Linked DNA regions of Oryctolagus cuniculus: region 2 is linked to region 1. Evidence: chromatin contacts called from public Micro-C data. All regions are on one chromosome and are shown on one strand. Each heading gives the region's core, a stretch centred on a gene start, on an enhancer-like site or on the middle of the called end of the contact. The rest is flanking DNA. Distances are from core to core; before and after follow the strand shown. Region 1 holds the start of B4GALT4 (beta-1,4-galactosyltransferase 4). Region 2 overlaps ARHGAP31 (Rho GTPase activating protein 31).

The links. A called contact is a pair of places that touch in the nucleus more often than the background predicts.
Region 2: a contact with region 1 is called in a Micro-C map of ear pinna, with 3 times the contacts expected there. The contact joins the enhancer-like site here to the promoter of B4GALT4 in region 1. A contact is called at or near these places in 2 of 6 Hi-C or Micro-C datasets (ear pinna and an unstated tissue).

What each region holds. Positions count from the first base shown.
Region 1 is chr4:75,798,469-75,804,572 of mOryCun1.1, reverse strand. It overlaps B4GALT4 (beta-1,4-galactosyltransferase 4), which reads left to right and starts at 2,182. Exons shown (of 8, transcript XM_051819009.2): 1 at 2,182-2,321. It overlaps ARHGAP31 (Rho GTPase activating protein 31), which reads right to left and starts at 2,303. Exons shown (of 12, transcript XM_051819005.2): 1 at 2,165-2,303. The coding sequence starts at 2,264.
Region 2 is chr4:75,837,682-75,844,469 of mOryCun1.1, reverse strand. The region is part of intron 1 of ARHGAP31 (Rho GTPase activating protein 31); the gene reads right to left. Among named protein-coding and RNA genes, the nearest start is that of B4GALT4, 39 kb to the right of the region's middle. Within about 2 kb of position 4,164, at least 7 of the 8 cell types and tissues checked have an H3K27ac peak or open chromatin away from gene starts, as enhancers often do. A contact at or near this core is called in ear pinna, where this site is marked.

The DNA.
Region 1 (6,104 bases), core at 933-3,432:
AAAAACCACCAACATTGGCTTTATTTACTGACACTTCACAACAAAAAAATAAGGGAAAACTATCTAACCAGCTTTAGTTGTTGGAAAATAAAAACCCTAATTACTCTTCATTTATATCAGCTGCTTATTACATGTGCCTAATTTCCATGTCATACAAAAACGGTGTGTGGATATGTACATGGATCAGTTTCAAAGCTCAGCTCTACTCAGATATGTTCAATTTTTGAAAGTTCTCTGACTTGGAATGTTTGCTCAGACATGGAAGCCAGGGAGGGGAAAGGAGCCTAACAGGCCAGGGCCTCATCATGATTTCACTGCAAGACTTTGGGCAGGTCAATTTACCTCTCTGGGCCTTCTTTCCTCCTCCCCAAGGTGGGAAACACTGGCTACCGGTTTTCCATTTTTTTCTTTAAGCGGTAAATTCCCTCCCAACCCCACCCTCACCCTGGGACATTTTTTCCCCTAAATGAAACATGTGCCAAAACCCAAAATATAAAGCAGGTGAAAGAACAGTTGCCTACGGGTGCCTTTGAGATATGTTCACAGAACTCTGGGCTTCTGGCTCTTCCTATGATGAAAGACTTTGTAAGAATGAGGCAGGGCTGGCAAGTACCCTTACGCCACTATCCCAGCTCTGGAGGGAGGGCCCAGAATAGCACTCACACGGTAGAAGATGGCATCTAAAAGCATTCCTAGTGTACCTGGACGTTAACAGGAAGACCATACACAAACAGGAGGGAAATATCTCATCCTGAACTACTGACAGCAGTGGTTAAAACGCATACTTGGGAGTTCTTTCACATTCAAAAAAAAAAAAAAAACCGACCTTAATCTGAGCAATTCTACTTCAAATCTACCTCTCCAGATTGTTGATGAAGATAAAGTGAATTGGCTCAGTTATACCTCGATTTCAAAAGAGAAGCTTGGAAACCTGTGTTTCCTCAAGCTCTAAAATACTAAGCCATTTGTCCTAATGACATGGCTGACTGTGAACCCCGGAATACCACAGGAATATCACACCACTGCAAATTACTAGGTGGTGCTGAGTCTTTTGGGAAAAAAAAAGGGTGTGTGTGTGTGTATGAAAGAGAAGTATTGCGCTGTTTTTGAGATGCTTATTTGATATGGACTAATCAGGTCGTTGGGGGATTATTTTCCTGGAGGCAGAATCAATCTGCACAGTTGCACAGCCCTTACATTTTCCCCTTTGTTATATCTATCTATGTATAAACACACCGCTCATAAAGAGTGCGCTATTTTTTCTCTAACTGAAGTTTCTGCAGACAAGGCCTTTTTGTCATGGGTAAGTGCAGGGTCAGTCAACCTTACAAAAGGAGTCATTTAATGCTCAATTTTCCCAACTTTCCTATGATGAAAAACTTCTAACCTCAAATACTGTTTTTGTATGCTAGAATTGCTTTCTTTCCTCCTCGCCCAACAAATGTTTAAATTATCTCTCCTTTGCTGGATTCCTTCTTGCCTCCCAATCTGCCCTCGAAAACAGAGATGCTCTCCTTTTCTCTTCTGTATCCTCAACTATTTCAGATTCGAGGCCCTCTGACCTTTCTACAACCCTCTTCTTGTCTGATATATCACAGGTTAATCTGAAAGCCGAGAGGAGCTAAAAGGTCTGGGGGTTGGGAAAAGAGATGGGGGGGGGGGGACTATCTATGTGGCATCAGCTTAGAAATTCAGAAAATGTTTGTGTAACCACTCCCCACCCCCGCCCCCGCCCAGGATCCCCGCCCCCACCGCACCCCACCGCACCCCACTGCCTTCTAGCACATTAATATAAAAAGATGTGAGCAGATGAAATCGGAGCGCCCAGGAGGTCGCGCAGCCCCCGCCCACCATCCCACTGTCCACTCCTCGGCCATCCCTCCAGGCACCCCGCTCCCACCCCCAGCCCGGAGGTGGCCGCTGAAAGTCGGGGCAGCACCGCCCATTTAACGGCTGGGGTGCGACCCACGCCAGGACTGACAGCCCTGCCCGTCACAGTGGCAGCGCTGTGCACCTTAAGAGTCATCTGTTCTTTCTTTTTTTTTCTTAAGGTATAGCGAGGTCTGGAATACATTAACTTGTGAACTAAATCGAACACACCCCAAGAGAATCCATCTCTCCCTCAAACAAAAAGAAGGGGAAAAGGGAGGGGAAGGCCCATTACCATCCTGTCCCGAGCTTTCCAGATACTCCGTCAGGTCACAGCCAAACGCGCTGGCGGCTCCCTTGCGTTTCAGCTTCTGCTTGGCACCCTTGTTCTTCATGAGTTAGTCCCGAAGAGGCTGCCCCTCCGTCTCGCCTCCCCACTGCCTGGCACCGCGGTAAGATGGTCTCCCGGCTCCGATTACCGGCCGCAGCGCGGCTCTGGGGTGCCGCCTGGGCCAAGGCGAGAGCCGGGGCGGGAGCGCTGCGCATGGACCCCGCGGGGCGGCGGGCGGGCCGGGCCAGCCGAGCCTGCAATCCACGCGGCGCGCCTCCAGGGCCGCCGCGCCGGAGGCCGAGCAGGGCTGGCAGCTGCGGGCGGCCGGCTTGGGAGTGTCACTTCCTCACTGGGAGTCCCGGGGACTTTCACGGGCTGCGGCGTCTTGCGGCGCTCTTCCTCGGCCGCGGCGGGGGAGGGCGAGTTTTCGAGTCCGCCTTCCTCGGGGGCCCGGACGGCACTCCGGCGCGGGGCAAGCAGACAGCCCGGGGGCTGCTGTGGGTCCGCCGCCCTGGCCAGCGGTCGTGCCTTCAGGCGGCTTCGGTGGAGCGAAAAACAAGCATCCCGTCTCTCTCGCCCGCCCTCACGCCTTCCTTTTTTTCCTGTCTTACAAATCCTAGGCTCATCCAGCTCAGGAAACGCTGGAAGGAAGTTAGCTAGGGAGGGGGGCGGAGGGTGGAAATTTTTGGCAGCTCTGAGCTGCGTGTATGGAACCGGAGGAAGTAGGTGGGTGGGTTGAGGAGCACCGGGTGGGGGAGAGGACGCGCTCTCCTGAGAGCCGGGCTGCGACTCCCGAGGTAACTCCCGGCGTGGGGAGGAAATCGCCGCGCGGCTGAGGAGCCGCGGCCCGCGCCACCCGCTTCCCGCCCGCGCGGCTCTTTGAAGCGCGCAGGAGGAGGTGGCCGGGCGCTGGCTGGGACCCTCAGAAAGTGCTCCCTTAGTCTGCCCCTCATTGTCATCGCATCCCTGACACTTTCTATTTCGGTGCCTGCCTTTCTCCTCCACAAACACCTCAGGAGTAGTGACAGAAACAAAGACGGGGTTCCCGCGGAGAAACCTGACAGGCAGCGGTTTTCCGCGACCACTCCCCGCCCCACCCCCACCCCGGCCGCGCTGGCTCGGGACCTCGAGCCCCGTGAACCCCCAGGCCACGCGGGGGCGCGGATCACCCTTGGCAACGAGAGCCGCAGCTGGGTAACCACTGCCCAGGAAATCAAGTTTCTGCTTACAGATTCAAGTTCATACACACAGTCGCGCGCGCGCGCGCACACACACGCACACACGTGAGCATTCCTTCAAAGTTTGCTGAGTGGAAGTGAGTGAGCCTGGAGGCGAGCATGCCGCTGTGGAGAGGCCTCTGGTCCCCCTGCATAGGATGAAGAAAGCACTCCTCCAGGTTGTGTCCTGATTTGCCTCAAGTTGTTTCAGGAAGGCATGTTTTTTCTTCTCCAGGAAGATCTGAAATTCCTTGATTTCTGTGTACTCAGCACACAGAAAGCACTCAGATTCTTGTGATTTAACCATTTGAGGATTAGATTAAACTTCCTGTATAAATTCAAATCCATATATAGCCTTAGAGACTAGGGCCGTTCCTACAGCTCAGATTGCTGGCAACCGCTTTGTGTACAGGATTTTAGTTACTGAATCCCTTCACAGGCACTTATCGCCCTGTACATCACCATGACACTTGATGAACTTTGATCCTTGACCTTTCTTTATGTAGGGTCACAACTTCATAGCCAGCGTACTGAATCTGGCCCACAGATGTGCTTGGTTCGCAAATGCCATGCTTTAATTTTTTTGTAAAATTAGTAGCCAACATTAAAGAGTTAAGAGGTCTCATAAAAGAGATCTGGATTTCTGCCTCCTCTTGCAGAAATGGAAGATCTGGTTACACCACAAGCACATTCCCATATGGTAAGCACTGCTGATGCCAAGTTGTAGCAGCCCTCTTGGAGGCATTGTCTTTAGAGAGATGAACTGTCCAGTTGCATGCCCTTGGCATCTGTGTCTCCCCCCATCCCACCTGCACCTGTCTGGCCTCCAAAGTGGCTTGAATTTGCACCCCAAGCTCTGTGGATGTTCTCTCCTTCCTGCCATTTTCCATCCATCTCTCAGTGACACCAGCATTGCCCCAGTCATCTTGGCTAGAGGTCTTCTAGTAACCACTGACTCACTTCGCTCCTTCCGCCTCCACTTCCAGGCTGCTCCTGCCCAGAAACATCAATCCTACAAGATGCCTCTCAGCTGGGTTTCTCTTTTCCAGGCACACTCAGCAAGGCTCACCGATCCCTCAATTATCAGAATCATTCCTAGCGGGTTTTGCTGAGTCTGGTCTCCTCCCAACACTTCATCCTTCCTGTATAATTCTTGAAGTGTTTTTTTGGCCATATGCCTGCCTTGCCCCAACCCTTCAGTGACTCCCTGTTTCCCACTGCCAGGGCAGCAGTATTTAAGCATACGGAAAGCTACTTGGAGAATATTGATGGGGTATTTAGTATAAAGACTTGTTCCTTCCTTTATTGGTAAGGAAACATTTCGGTATGGGACTATAAGTATCACTAATGGCATTTGTTTAGGAGTCCACTTCTGCAAGGATTTCGATCTTCATTATTTCATCTGCCCTACAGTGAATTTCATCATCTTCTCAGCAAAGGAGAGAAACTGAAGGGGTACTTTTTTCCTGGGTGTGGGCCCCCAGGGCACAAATTGTGGAAAATTTTTCAAGTTTTATAAATCACCTTTTAAAAATTTTTTTTAAAGATTTATTTATTTATTTGAAATCCAGAGTTACAGAGAGAGAGGGAGAGACAGGGAGAGATTACAGACAGACAAGGAGAGATTTTTCCATCCACTGGTTCACCCAGATGGTCCCGATGGCCAAGGCTGGGTCAGGCTGAAGCCAGGGGTCAGGAGCTTCATCTGGGTCTCCCATGTGGGTGGCAGGGGCCCAAACACTTGGGCCATCTTCCACTGCTTTTCCAAGGCCGTCAGTAGGGAGCTGGATCGGAAGTGGTACAGCTGGGACACGAACTGGTGCCCATATGGGATTCTGGCGTAACAGGCAGCATTACCCACTGCGCCACAGTGCCAGCCCCTACCTTTTATTTTTATTTATTTATTTATTTATTTATTTATTTATTTATTTTTTGACAGGCAGAGTGGACAGTGAGAGAGAGAGACAGAGAGAAAGGTCTTCCTTTGCCATTGGTTCACCCTCCAATGGCCGCCGCGGCCAGCGTGCTGCGGCCGGCGCACCGCACTGATCCGATGGCAGGAGCCAGGTACTTCTCCTGGTCTCCCATGGGGTGCAGGGCCCAAGTACTTGGGCCATCCTCCACTGCCTTCCCTGGCCACAGCAGAGAGCTGGCCTGGAAGAGGGGCAACCGGGAAAGAATCTGGCGCCCCGACCGGGACTAGAACCCGGTGTGCCGGCGCCGCAAGGCAGAGGATTAGCCTAGTGAGCCACGGCGCCGGCCCAGCCCCTACCTTTTAAATCTTTTTATTTTGAAGAAATTTCAGCTTATAAGAAATTTGCGGAAGACAGTCAAAGAATTCTCACCTACTTCTCACTTACCTCGCCAAATACTAATATATAGCAAAAGTACAATTATCAAAGTTCGGAAGTTTTGCATTGATACAATAATATTAACCAATCAACAGATCTTACTCAAATGTGAATTAATTTTTAATTACATGCCATTTTTATTAAATGTGATCTTTGCCAGTTAAGTTTGGAAGCAGTGATTTCTGAATAATTCTCTAAACACTTCAAAGTCTGACTGTGCTACATAGAAAATCCCCTTCATCACCATCCTACCCAGCAATAGCAGATGTAGTTTGTCAAAAAACAGGTTAGCTGGGTGAGCTGATAGGGCTAGTGATGTTGACACAGCCCTGAGCT
Region 2 (6,788 bases), core at 2,915-5,414, 38 kb before region 1:
TTCCCACACTCTGCACTGGACCTTGCACAACCTTGAAAGGCCGCCCTTAAGCAAGGGCTTCCTGACCACCCAATACCCAGTGTTACTGTTTTTGTTGTTGTTGTTGTTGTTGTTTTATATTACAGGCCTCATCCATGACCCACAGAACCAGAACTCAAGTTTTAACAAGATCCACAGGAGGTCAGATGTGCACACTGAAGTCTGAGAAACACTGCCCTAGGTCACTCATCTCCAAGGTGGCTGCCCACTGTAGAACCCAGGGGTGTTTTTCGAACTTCCAGTGCCTAGCTCCACCTTCAGAGATTCTTATGTAATCAGTATAGGTAAGAGTTGGACAACAGAAAATTTTTTAAAACTTTCCAGATGACTCTAATATGCAGCACAGTTTGAAAATTCCCAATAGCTCCTCTCTCATTTCCCTCATTCTTCTCTCCAACTGTTTTGCCCTTGCTATTAAACAGCCTGCCTTCAGGCTTGCCCCTCAACCCCTCAAGTGGACTCTTACACATATACAGGCAAAGAGAAGCCATCTTCCCTCCACCCTTCCTCCTCTTGCTCAATGGTTCTGGGATCAGCCTCACGGAGGCCTTCGTGGAATGAAGAATGGCAGCAGAGACAGAGGGAGGAGGCGGAGTTGAACAGACTCCCCGCCCAGTAGCACAGTCTTGTGGAAAGCCGCCTGGGGCAAGCCGCTTAAATAGCATCTCTGTAAAGGGAGAACAACAGTATCTTTCCAGTCTGCCTTGTGGAGTCATAGGATCTCCGGAAAATCAACAGATCATATGAGAAAGTGATGGGGTATGAATGTGCATGAAAGCTGGGATGGCTTTCTGTCCAGTAATCCTAGGATGGCCATTTCAATCTTGAAAAAAATATTCCTTTCCCCTACTTCCCAAATCCAAGCAAGAATTTTAAGTAAAATCTTATCTTAACATCTAAAAGGGATGAATATGCATCTGTAGTCTTTATGTTGACATTGTAGGTATCATTCCATAATTACAACCAGCTGCATCATAAGTTACCAGAAAATCATGATTAAGTGACTTGAGAACATTTTAATTAGCACCAAACACTCAGAAAGAGTGTTCAATAAGTATCAACCAAGTGAGGCCTAACTTAAGATGGCACCATGGAAACCCACACTATGCATCCAAGTGATAGGACTATGTATTATTTAACCATATGATTCAATTTTCATCTTTTAAGGAAAAGTATAACATCTTCATTTAGCCATTCTACAGCTCTACAAACTGGAAGACCAAGAGACTATGGCTGATTCAAAATAGGTTCTCTGTTTTACTGAAAGTCGTCCATTAAAAGGCATAGTTTTTTTTTTTTTCTTTTAAGATTTATTTATTTATTTGAAAGGCGGTGGGGGGGGGGAGGAGGGGGAGGGAGAGAGAGAGATCTTTGATCTGCTGGTTCACTCCCCAAATGGCCACAATGGAAGACAGCTGGGCCAGGCTGAAGTGAAAAGTGTGGAACTCCATCTGGACCTCCTACATGGGTGGGAGGGGCCCATGCACTTGGGCCATCTGCTGCTGCTTTCCCAGGACATTAGCAGAGAGCTGGATGGGAAGAGGAGCGGCTGGCACATGAACTGGCACCCCTATGGCATGCCAGCATCACAAGTGGCAACCTAACCCACTATACCACAATACTGGCCCCAAACATCACAAAAGTCACATTTTTAATGCTAAATATTGAAGTTAAGAATGAATACAGAGATGTGCTGCTTTATCTGGATCAAGTGCTGAGAGCTGAGAGAGTATACAAAGGCTAATCTGCCTAAATCCTTTTTCCTTCACATCTATCCTTAAAAGCTCTTTGAGGTACTTATCCTGGCAGGTTTCTGTTTTAATAGATACCCTCCGGTGATGACTGTAGTGGCACAGTGGATTAAGTGGCTGCTTGGGACACCCACATCCCATACATAATTGTCTGGTTCTAGTCGAAGTTGCTCCACTTCCAATCCAGCTTCTGTTAATGTATCCTGGTGGCAACAAATGATGGCCCAATAACTGGGTTCCTACCACCCGTGTGAAAACTCAGAGTTCCAGGCTCCTGGCTTCAGCCTGGTCCAATTCTGGACGGTACAGGCATTTGGGGAGTGAATAAGAGGAGGAAAGATCTCTCTCTCCCTCTCTCTGTCACTCTGCCTTTGAAGTAAATGAAAACTTAAAAAATAAACTTTAAAAAGGCTTTTTGAAAGGCAAAAAGAAGGCACTAGCTAGTACCCTGATGTGAACCAGATGTTGAATAGAACAATGGTACGTAAACATTCTGGATTCCACAGATCAAATTTAAAAGATTTGGGGAGATCCATATATGATTGCTAAGTTATTTTTCTGAGAAAGAACATTAAACTACAACAACAGCTATTATTTCATAATAGAATGTACACTTCAAAATAAATGAAGCTATGAGAAAAGTCTCAGAATAACAAAGCATTATCCTTTTCAATAACAGACAATGTAACCTTAAAATTGTGCGGATGCATTTGATAAATACAAAACATGGCCCATCTTTTCCTGTGCTCTACATCTGAGAGTCCCTTTTCTGGGGGATCAGGAGGGTTTGACGTAACCCTGGGGGTGGGGTGGGGGTTAAATACAAACTGATATTCCAAACAGGGGGAGGGAAAGAGAGAGGAAAACGCTACAGCAGCAGTTTTGCCTAGGATTCACACAAATACAGATAACAGAGTCCTAGGATGTTGGGCCTCAAGGCAACTCTACCCCTTGGTTATAAAATAGGGCAGGTAGGAAGGCGCCACCTATGGTACCTGGGGAAAAAAATATTTCACAGTGACAAGGAGTATTTGTGGTAGTTCTTTTTCACTCATGACTGTGCCTTCTCTGTCTCTTTGGGGACCCCATTCCTAGGGGGCAAATGTGGAAATGGTGTCAACAGCCTGAACCTAGAAACATAACTAAGACACAAGGAAGGGAAAAGAGAGATCTCTTACAGTAGAGTTCCAGTAAAAGGAACCCCTCCCTCCCTTTCCAAGGAAGGATGTGGAAGACAAAAGTGACAGAGATATCTCCATCTTTGATGATAACCTAAGGCTCTGATGCTTCCTGCGGCCTCCCACTCAACTCACAGTATGTCTCCTGAGGCAGTTAAGACGGCTTCTGGGGCGGCCCTGCCTCCACCTGCAATGCTAGCATCCCAAATGGGCCTTGAATTGGTGTCTCGGCTGCTCCACTTTTGATCCAGCTCCCTGCTAATGCGCCTGGGAAAGCTGCGGAAGATGGCCCAACTCCTTGGGCCACTGCACCCACGTGGGATATCGAGAAGCAGCTCTGGGCTCCTGGCTTCATCTGGCCCAGTCCTAGCGGCCATTTTGGGGAGTAAACCAGCGGATGGAAGATCTCTGTCTTTCTCCCTCTCTAGCTCTGCTTTAAAATTAAAAAAAAAAAAAAAAAAAAAAAAAAAAAAAAAAAGACTTCCTTAGGTCAGGAGGTACCCTCCCTCTTTCTTCCTTTCCTGACAGATTTCCCTTCTTCCTGGATGTGACTTTTTTTAACCCAAAGGAGGGCGGCCCCTCCTTCCCTCCGGGAGGAGAGGGGCACAGGGAAGCGCGGAGCCCGGTGTGTCCGTGGGCACCAGGCGCTGCGGGGCGCGCGGCCCTCGCAGGAGCCTCGCCCAGGCTCCACGGCGCGGCGGGCGCCGGGTGACTCAGGCGCCCCGGGGCGTTCCGGGAAGCCGCCGGGGCGCGCGGGGGCACGAGGGAGCCAGGGCTTTCCCACCGCCGCGGCGAGTCTGTCCTTAGCGCCGAAAGCGGGACCAGAAAGCCGAGGGCGGAGTGGCGGGAGAGGAAGCGGTGGCGCGGAGCGGAAGGCGGCGTCATTGTTTCTCTGGAGCAGAAGCCGAGGGAGCGTGGCTTGCCCTTTATTAACGCCGAGTTCAGCGTCCCGAGAGGGGAGAGGGGAGAGGGGCAGAGCGCGCGCGGGGGATTGGGCGAGTAGGGGGAGATGGGTGTGCGGGCTCCCCTGGGCCGGATTTGGCCTGGGTCTCTTTAACCCTGCCCCTGGAGCCTGACGCTGGGGCTGACCCTAACTCCTGAGCAAAGAAGACTTTTGAGGGGAAGGAGATAAGTGAGACTTAGCCAAGACTTCCCGCCCTCCTCCCCTTCTCAGCTTGTCCTCCCCAGAACAGCCATTTCTCCAGCAGGGATCCCTTTGTCTTCATTCCCGGCCTCTCACCTCGTTGGTATGAGGTTGGAATGGGAGATGGCTGGGCAGAGCGGCAGGAGTGGGAGCAAGGCTGAAGGCGTGGGTGGAGGCTGGCTGGTGCCGTGCAAGGGAGAGCCACGCAAGGCCCACGCATTGGGAACATAGCTGGCCAGCAGGAGGATCGGTGTCATGAGGAGTCGTGGGGTGAGAAGCTGGCCAGGTAAGGCCAGTGCACAAAATATCAGCCACCCCCCCCCCCCCATCGTCCCAAACATGAAGAAGAAGGTATGGTGCAGCAGTTGTCACTGAGTTTGGCACCTCCATTGCGTTGTCTCTGTTTTCATTTATCCATAAGATAAATGCTGGTGCTCCATTCTAGAGTCAAGGAAAGGTCAGAAAGTCAGAATCCCAGTCTCTGATCTCAGCTTCCTTTTGCCTTTGCCAAGGCTTCTTTGTAAGAAAGCAACACCGATCACCCTCCTTTTTATTGTAGGTTAGTTTGAGTTACAAACCAAGAGAGTCCTGACTAGTGATACATCTTTTAAAAATAATTATTTGGAGTGGTCGCTGTGGCATAGTAGGCTAAGCCCCTGCCTGCATGACCGGCATCCTACGGGTGTCCCAGCTGCGCCTCTTCTGATCCAGCTCTCTGCTAATGGCCTGGGAAAGCGGTGGAGCATGGCCCCTGTGTGGGCGTGGGAGACCTGGAAGAAGCTCCTGGCTCCTGGCTTTGGATCAGCCCAGCTCAGGACTGCGGTTGTGGCCACTTGGGGAATGAACCAGCAGGTGAAAGACCTTTATTTCTGTCTCTCCCTCTCTCTCTCTCTAATTCTGCCTCCCAAATAAATAAAATCTTAACAGTAATTATTATTATTTATCTTAAAGGCAGAGAGAAAGAGACCTTCCATCTATTATTTCACTCCCCAAATGGCACACCAACTGAGGCTGGGCCAGGCTGAATCCTGGAGCCCTGATCTCAATCCAGATCTCCCACCAGAGTGGCAGGGACCCAAGTACTCAAGCCGTCACCTGCCGCCCAGGGTGCACACTAGCAGGAACCTGGAATCAGAAGCAGTGCAGGAGCTCAAACCCAGCCACCAATATGCAATGGGGCTCTCCCACGTGTGGCAAATGCCAACCCTGATGCATCTTTTAATCCAGAAACCTTACTTTTGAGAATATATTCCCAAGAAATATTAAAACGAACCAAAAATACCATATACCACAAAATACTCATTGTGGACTTACTTATACTATTAAAACAATTATAAATATCCAATAATAGAGGGGGAAATAAACTGGGACATTTATGATAAAATAATATGTGGCCTTAAAATGACATATGCAGGATTTGATAACTTGAATGAATAAAGACAAGTTATAAGGTAAATAAGAAAATTAGATACCAAGTTATACATACATGAGTATACAATTTTTATATACAATATAGTCACAATATGTAGAAAATCTACATAGACAAAAACACTGGAAGGAAATCAGTCAAAGTATTATATCTAGGGTCAGCACTGTGGTGCAGCCTGTTAAGCCGTTGTCTGTAGTGCTGACATCCCATATGGACACCAGTTCAAGTCCCAGCTGCTCTGCTTCCAATCCAGCTCTCTACTAACGGCCTGGGAAAGCAGCAGGGAATGACCCGAGTCCTTAGGCCACTGCAGCCACGTGGAAGACCTGGAAGAAGCTGCTGGCTCCTGGCTTCGGACCAGGCCAGCTCCAGCTATTGCAGCCATTTGGGGAGTGAACCAGAGTTTGGAAGATCTGTCTCTCCCTGTGTCTCTCCTCTCTCTCTGTAACTCTTTCAAATAAAATAAATCTCAAAAAAAAAAAGTGTTTAAAAAATATTGTATCTTTTATTGGAAGGAAGGAAAGAAGGAAGGAGAGGGAGGGAGGGAAGAAGAGAGGGAGGAAAAAGGTATCATTATATTATTAGAATTTTATCTATGAAATACATTGAATCTGTTCTCTTTGTATTACCATCACATTAACATGAGAACTGGTGAGAACTGTGTTGTAATTATCATGCATTTGCTGTAACCCTGATAATCTGATGTGTTAATACATTCCTTAAGTAAAAAATACATTTTCAAGGCCGGCACCATGGCTCACTAGGCTAATCCTCCGCCTGCAGTGGCGCCGGCACACCAGGTTCTAGTCCTGGTCGGGGCACCGGATTCTGTCCTGGTTGCCCCTCTTCCAGGCCAGCTCTCTGCTGTGGCCAGGGAGTGCAGTGGAGGATGGCTCAAGTGCTTGGGCTCTGCACCTGCATGGGAGACCAGGAGAAGCACCTGGCTCCTGGCTTCGGATCAGTGCGGTGCGCCGGCCAAAGCGGCCATTGGAGGGTGAACCAACAGCAAAGGAAGACCTTTCTCTCTGTCTGTCTCTCTCACTGTCCACTCTGCCTGTCAAAAAAAAAAAAAAATACATTTTCATAAGCATATGCTCCAAAAATGAGTTATCTTGTCAGAAAATTAATTACAATGAGGGCTGCTAATGTTTCAATGACTTACTAGAAATATGTTAGTGTCTTATGAAAATATTCTTTAAAAATTTAGGGGAGATGCTAAAGATAATAAATAGAAGGAAAATAGGTAA